Linked DNA regions of Ovis aries: region 2 is linked to region 1. A link is a contact called in public Hi-C data. All regions are on one chromosome and are shown on one strand. The core of a region is the stretch at or near the end of the contact, and the rest is flanking DNA. Distances in the headings are between cores, read along the strand shown.

Region 1 (3,444 bases), core at 401-2,900:
GGAAGCGCTGAGGGAGGGAGCTTGTGAAAAAATGCTGAGTGAGGAGGGTCTGAGGAAGCCCTCAGTGAGGAATGCTGACTGAGGAGGGTGTGAGGAAGCTCTGAGTGAGGAGGGTTAAGGAAGTATTGAGTGAGGGAGGGTGTGAGGAAGCTCTGAGTGGAGGGTCTGTGTGAGGAAGCGCTGCATGAAGAGGGGTAAGAAGAAGCTGTGTTAAGGGAGGGTGAAAGTGGGAATGTTTCCCAGATTCCCAGCACTCAGGAAGCTCTGAGTGTTGGAGGGTAGAAGTGCTGAGTGTGGGAGCTCTGAGTGTGGCAGGCGTGAGAAAACTTTGAGTATGGCAGGGTGTGAGGTAGCTCTGAGGGAGGGAGCTCAAAGTTAGGGAGTGGAAGCTCTAGTGAGGAGGCTCTGAGTGAGGAAGGTTGTGGAGGCTGCTAGTGAGGGAGAGGGTGTGGAAAGCCTGAGTATGGGGAGTCCTGAGCAAGGGTTAACGTGATGCAGCTCTGAGCGAGTGAGGATGTTGCAACCACGGTGCAGTGAGGCCACAGAAAGCACTTGAGGGGCAGATTTCACGGCAGGAGGAGGCCAAAGAGGTGAGACGCTGAACAACATGTAATGCCTGTTCCACACTCATGCTAGAAGCATGCTATCTTGATTACTTGTAGCTTTGTAGTAAGTTTTAAAATCCCAGCTGGGATTTTTGATAGGGATTTTGTTAAATTTATGAGGTCAATTTTAGGAGTTCTGATATGGACACCTTAATAGTTTTAAATCTTCAGATTCACGGTCATGGAATGTCTCTATGTTTTTAGATCTTTGATTTCTTTCAGGATTGTTTTATAGTTTGTAAATGTCTTGGACTCCTGTTAAATTTATTCCGTTTTATCCTTTTTGATGCTTTGTGAGTAGAAATTGTTTAATTCAGGAAGTGCTCTGTTTTCCGGCATGTGGGGGTAGGAATATTTGAAGTGGTTCATCATCAAATATTCTTGATTAATGGAGAATGATTATATGTGATGTATCTAGAGATTCAAATGTCAAAGAATCGGAATACAGTAAAGTACCAACAGTGACTAAGTCTGACTGTAATCATGGAATCTGGACTGTAATCATGAGGAGCCAGAAGGGACTTCAGAATGTTCTAGAGCTTTGGGACTGGCCTCCTGTGTGCCTCCCACAGCACTCTGCATTCCTCCATTAATGCCCGTATGGCTCTGTGTCCCAGTGTGCAGTGTTTTCTCCACACTACACTATGAGTTCATGAAGATAAGGATCATGTCTTAATTCTCTTCTGCATCCTCAGTGCTGAATATCATACCAATATATGGTAGATATTCCATATGCCAAGACATAACCCATAACAGTTATAATGAACAGACTTGAGAGTTTACCTATGTGTTGCTATGGGTTCCAGGCATACCAGTAATTGTCATGACCAAAGCTGCCATGTTTGTACCTCTTGACCCCACCCTTCCCTGACCCTACCAATTGGACCAATGCTGAACTGGACCAATCAACTTCCTCTCTTGAGATTTTGAAAGTGGGACACTGAACAGCTGAGTCAGCTATGATGGCAGAGCTGAACCCTGGTGAGTGGAAGCCATATGCAAGGTTAGGTACACGCAGCAGCCACGAGGGGGCAGAAGGAAGCCAGTCTGCAGAGAGGGACAGAAACCAAGGCCTCAGATCCAGAGAGAGGGCTGGCTCCGGCCCTGGTGGCTATTTTGCAGTTCCATTAATTTCAGAGAACTTTCCAAGGCTGCAAACTGGTTGCCCATCAACCAAATCTGGCCTACAGATGAATTTTATTAGACTCACACATTTAAAATTTTTTAACAATCCAACACACTAAAGTCAAAAAAAATTTTTTTTTGATCTAGCATTCAATATTTTGGAGATTTCACATAAGAATCCAGATTTTTGTCTTGAAAATCAGGTGACCTCATGGTATAGCATCGGTTGGAGCTGAGTAGCAGCCACTGCCTTTGGACAGGGCCCATGTCCTGTACTCTGCCACAATCTTCCCCTCTTCCTGTTGTTCCTTACACTTCTGTTTCCCACATTTATATTCCCCAGGAAGTTAACTACTGTTCCCAGTCTTATTTTAAAATTTTACTTCTTAAAGCTGTTCTATTCCTTGCAACTACAACAGCCTTCATGAGAACTCTGTGTCAAGGTTTCTCTTGGCTATCTCCCATCCCACCATCATTGCCTTCCTTTTCTGTACTAACAGAATCTCAATTTTGTGTTCAAGAGGCTCTGGGTATCCCTTGATCCAGTGGGAGGTAGGCCCTTCCTTCCCCAACTAGGGGAGAGCTCATGCTGGGATTGGCATGTAACCCAGGTCTGACTAATGCAAAGCAATAGTAAATCTGTAGGACTTCTCTTTCCAGCCAAAACAACAGACTCTTTAGAAAGAAAACCTGTTGTGACTGCTCCTTCCCCATTCTACCTCTTTTGAAAAAAAACTTGATGCCTGGCACATTGGCAGCCATTTTGCCACTATGAGGTTTCACACTTAGGGTCAATGGCTGACATGCAGAGGAAGGTGGGGAGGGAAAACAAAACAAAACAAAACAAATGCTGGGTCCTTGATGACACTGTTGAGCTGCAGAACCTTCCCTGGAACTGTCTGACTCTGGGCTTGTTGTTAAATGAACAATTAATACTCTAAAGGGTTAAACTACTATTGGTTGGTTTTGCTGTTACTGACAGCTCAAGGTTATTCCAGTCCTTTGATGTTTATTGTCATAACCAAGGAAGACTTCTGATATCATCTTTCAAGGCTCTATGTTGCTTACCATTATTTAAAAATAATACATATCCATATTCAAAGTCCATCTCTAAGATACTCGTTTTTTCTCACTGTCAACACATCTCATGTATGTATTCCTGAGCACACTTAAAGTAAGGGAAAGAAAGAAACCATGTAATCCTGGCTACATTGAACATTCTTTACCATTTTCTAGTCTTTCCTAACACTGAGAGAGACAGATGATATTTCCATTAATGGAAAGGGAAGCATTTGGATGGTTCAAAATTAGATACAAAGGTTTTCAGCTAAAGGTCTCATGTGTTTCAGAGGCTTGCACAATGTTTGTGGCAGCTCTTATTTCATTCAATAATATCAATTTTATAAAAGGGCATGCAATTTAGAAGACCAAAAGTGTTCACCTTTCATTTTCTTGAGAAAACCCACAATTACAAGCTTCTTTACTGCAGCCCCTGGAACACATCTATGCCCACCAAGTTCTCCTTCCCCACCACAGTCCCTAGTTACTCCAGGTTATTTGAGGGTGAAGAGAGTGGACTTTCTCATCTGGCAGTGTCTAGTCAGCTGAAAGGCAAAAAAGACAAGCAAAGGTTCTTTGTTACCCAGGAGAGCTCAGCAGACCAGAAATAATTAGAGCTTTAGCCACTCATGATCCAAGAAATGTGGGTGACAGA
Region 2 (3,444 bases), core at 263-2,762, 180 kb before region 1:
CATCAACAAGGCTTATTATGCATTTCACGCAGACACCTAACCCATCGTACTACCTCGGTCACTCATTCAAGAGCACTCTCCTTGAGTAGCCACCGTAACACAGGCCCACTACCAGGTAAGGAGGAGAAGGACAACTGAACTTAGATCTTGCTCTCAAGAGGTTTATAGTCTTAACAAAGCAGAGTGGTCGGTCTATGAGATCGAAAGTCAAAGACAGCACAAGTCGAACAGAAAGCTGGAGCATGGGCTTGGGAGCCAAACAGATCTTCCTTCCACTCCAGCCCAGGCCTCTTACGGTGATGGTCAAAGGGCTCAGCACAGGAAACGGTCAGACTTCATTTAGTGCCATGAGAAAGTCCTGGAACAGTGCCTGACACACAGTCAGTGCCCCCAGTACAGTGCAGGGGTGAGGAATATCCTAATTCTTCCACATATCAGCTGTATGACCTTAGGGACATTCACCTAACCTATCTGGACCTCAAGCTTCCTCGCCTATAAAATGGGAATAATAAGGAATTTGCTCTCACTGGGGTTGTCCGGAGACCAATGCAACAACATGAATCTAAAGCACTCAGAACAACGCCTGGCCTAAGGCAGGCTCTGGGTAAGTTTAGCTGTAGTTGTTACTTGTCTTTTTCACTAGGAAACCACAGAGTCTACATTACCAACGCGACACTGGTATGAGCTAAGTGGAGTGAAAATTAAGTGTCACGAGGTTGCCTTCCTGCCACCTGAGTCTGGTACCTCCACGGAGATTCCCTGAGGAGACACCTCTAAGGATGAACAGGAGTCAGGTGACAGGTGGAAGCAGGAAAGAAGGAAGGGGAGAGGGGAGGAAGGAAATCAAGGATCTAGCTTTAAAAGAAAATAGCTGTAGGGAGCAATTTTTTAAAGAGTAGATGCTCCAAAGAGGCTGGCTGAGGGGCTGGGAGACAACAGAGTAAGAAGATAACCCTGGCAGGAGAGTCCAGCAGGAGGGGACAGCGACTGTGAGGGGAAACTCCTGTGCGAGAAGACACGGACAGCAGCCCTCCAGCCTCTGCAGGGAGGAAGGTGGACTCGGGAAAGGCCTGGCACGCCTACAGGTCCTTCCACACGAAGTGGACACAGCCCTGCGTGGTGGGCGCTGAGCTGGCTCACAGGCCCGCTGGCACGTGGCTCTCTGCCCTTTGCCGGGCTCCCTGCTACCGCCACAGCGGCCTTCCAGTTTGGACTGGAGAGGTCGCGGGTTTTCCTGCGCACGACCTGGGATGCAGGCTGGTGTGGACGCTGGCCAGGATGTCAGAGACCAGGTCTCCGCCAGAGCTGGGACGCTAACTGGCCACGTCAGCATGAAAACGGGGCTTCACTTCCTGGAGCCTCAATTTCCTTGTTCGATTCAAGGGACAGCAGCAGCTCTGCCCTCTCAGGGTAACTGGAAAGGTCAAACACGTCGAAACATTCTGCACCCCTAAGCACCACCCAAAGGTGAACTATTGCAAACGGAGTGACCTTTGACTAAACTGTCACCTCTCTTGGGCCTGGGTTTCCTGAGTAGTAAAATGGGACACGCTCCTGCCTCACTGTGCTGTTAACAGTGATTAAATATAATCACCACATGAAGGCTTAAAACAGCGCCTGGCAAATAAAAAGGATCTACGTTCATGATTATTTTTCTTGTTGGAACTGTGACCCCTATGACCCCAATATGTAATTTTAAGTCTGAACAGCAGGATTCTTGGCAATGAAATTAATTTGTCTTCAAATTAATTCAGCCCTGTACCTAACTGCCTCATTTATGTCCAAGATATCCCACGTGTGAAAGCTCTAGTTCACGCCGGGCCAGTCAGCACAGAGAAGATCAGCTCTCATCTCCAGGCTGGTCCGCTAGCTCCTCTGTGCTCCGTGGCCTCGGCAAGGACTCTGATACCACTCGCTCTTCCAGACTCATACTCGGGGAGCAGCGAGGAAAAGAGGCCTCAGACACCCTCTGCTGAACCCTCAGCGGGCATTCAGCCTGGCAGCCACTACAAGCTATCCCCTCACCTCCTGGCTTTTTTTCTTATTTTTTGAAATAATACTGTGTATTCCTGGCATTTTCTGTGTGGATGATACATTACTAAGGCAATGTTTTATCTTGTTTCGTTTTGAAAGAAAGAAAGAAAGAAAGGAAGTGAAGTTGCTCAGTTGTGTCTGACTCTTCGCGACCCCATGGACTGTAGCCTACCAGGCTTCTCCGTCCATGGGATTCTCCAGGCAAGAATGCTGGAGTGGGTTACCATTTCCTTCTCCAGGGGATCTCCCCGACCCAGGGATCGAACCTGGGTCTCCCGTATTGGAGGCAGACGCTTTAACCTCTGAGCCAAAGAAAGGGGGAAAAATGCCATCAGTCTTTAGGGCTTTCAGATGAAAAAGTGAATCAGTGAGTGAAAAGCCAACATGGTTCTGGAAAAAAACAACTTTAAGCCCCTGTTCAGGAATGACTGGCCTCCTTTTCCCACATAAATTTCTGAATATGAAAAAAGACAGGTCCAGAGTACAGTTCTAACAGGAAAAAAGTGAGGAAAATTAAGAAAAGCGGATTTCTCTCAAAGCAGTCATTTTAAAGTGTTATCTGTTTGACGGTTTTATTTCTCAAACACAGCGCAAATTTAAAGCAAACAGAAAGTGTTTCCAGACACCGCTTCCCTGCTTTAATTACCCGTCGTGAACTTGCTACCGGGCCAGCTACTGCAGTTATGGCCACAAAAAGGAGGATTCCCCACAAAGGCCGCGTTTTTTAAACGCAGAAGAAATCAACTCCAAAGGCAGAATGAAGGAAAGCGCTGATCTGAAGGGACAGGGAGAGGCTGAGACTGCAGCCACTGCAGAGCAGCAACCCTCCCGCAGAAGCCGCCGTCCAACCACCCCCGCGGGCAGGACACCCCTCACGAACCGTGACACTGAGAACAACGCTGGTCTTGAGAAAATCAAGAACTGAGAGTGGGGTTCCGATGTGCCAAGAAATAGCCACTTGGCCGATGGCCCAGATGCAATCTGGACAGAATGGAAATAACAAGTCCTGCTGAATGACTGAGAGGGGTTGGAGCCCTGGGGAATGCGCTCTCATCACCAACCACGTCACTTCCATCTTTATTTCAAGGCAAAGCCCACAATAGGAAAATTTACAACGGACGCAAAACTGGCTAAACTAGGGAGCTGATCACTGTTGTTGTCCACAGGAGTGTTAAGACTGATTCGGGGAAAGGGAACAGTGGCCATTAAAGCCTCGTCATCTGGGACCATCAGAACCTCCAGGTGAAGACAAGTAAGAGTGCTCCTCCTGCGGGAACATCCCCTCTCCCAGACTCTGGAAGAGCCAACCGGGCGGCCCTACTGTCTGGACAGCTGCTCTTTTGCATTTGTGTCTGCAGGTAAGGGACAGTGTTGAATCGACACCATTCACTAAACCTACGTTGGTTGCTA

The links. Hi-C and Micro-C count contacts between places; a contact is called where the count stands out from the background.
Region 2: a contact with region 1 is called in a Hi-C map of liver, with 3 times the contacts expected there. The contact joins two enhancer-like sites. A contact is called at or near these places in 6 of 16 Hi-C or Micro-C datasets (blood, hypothalamus, liver and 1 more).

What each region holds. Positions count from the first base shown.
Region 1 is chr17:64,258,862-64,262,305 of ARS-UI_Ramb_v3.0, reverse strand. It overlaps DAO (D-amino acid oxidase), which reads left to right. Exons shown (of 12, transcript XR_009596913.1): 12 at 1-1,070. Among named protein-coding and RNA genes, the nearest start is that of DAO, 20 kb to the left of the region's middle. Within about 2 kb of position 1,650, at least 2 of the 54 cell types and tissues checked have an H3K27ac peak or open chromatin away from gene starts, as enhancers often do. A contact at or near this core is called in liver, where this site is marked.
Region 2 is chr17:64,435,024-64,438,467 of ARS-UI_Ramb_v3.0, reverse strand. All of the region lies in intron 3 of CORO1C (coronin 1C), which reads right to left. Among named protein-coding and RNA genes, the nearest start is that of SELPLG, 31 kb to the left of the region's middle. Within about 2 kb of position 1,512, at least 4 of the 54 cell types and tissues checked have an H3K27ac peak or open chromatin away from gene starts, as enhancers often do. A contact at or near this core is called in liver, where this site is marked.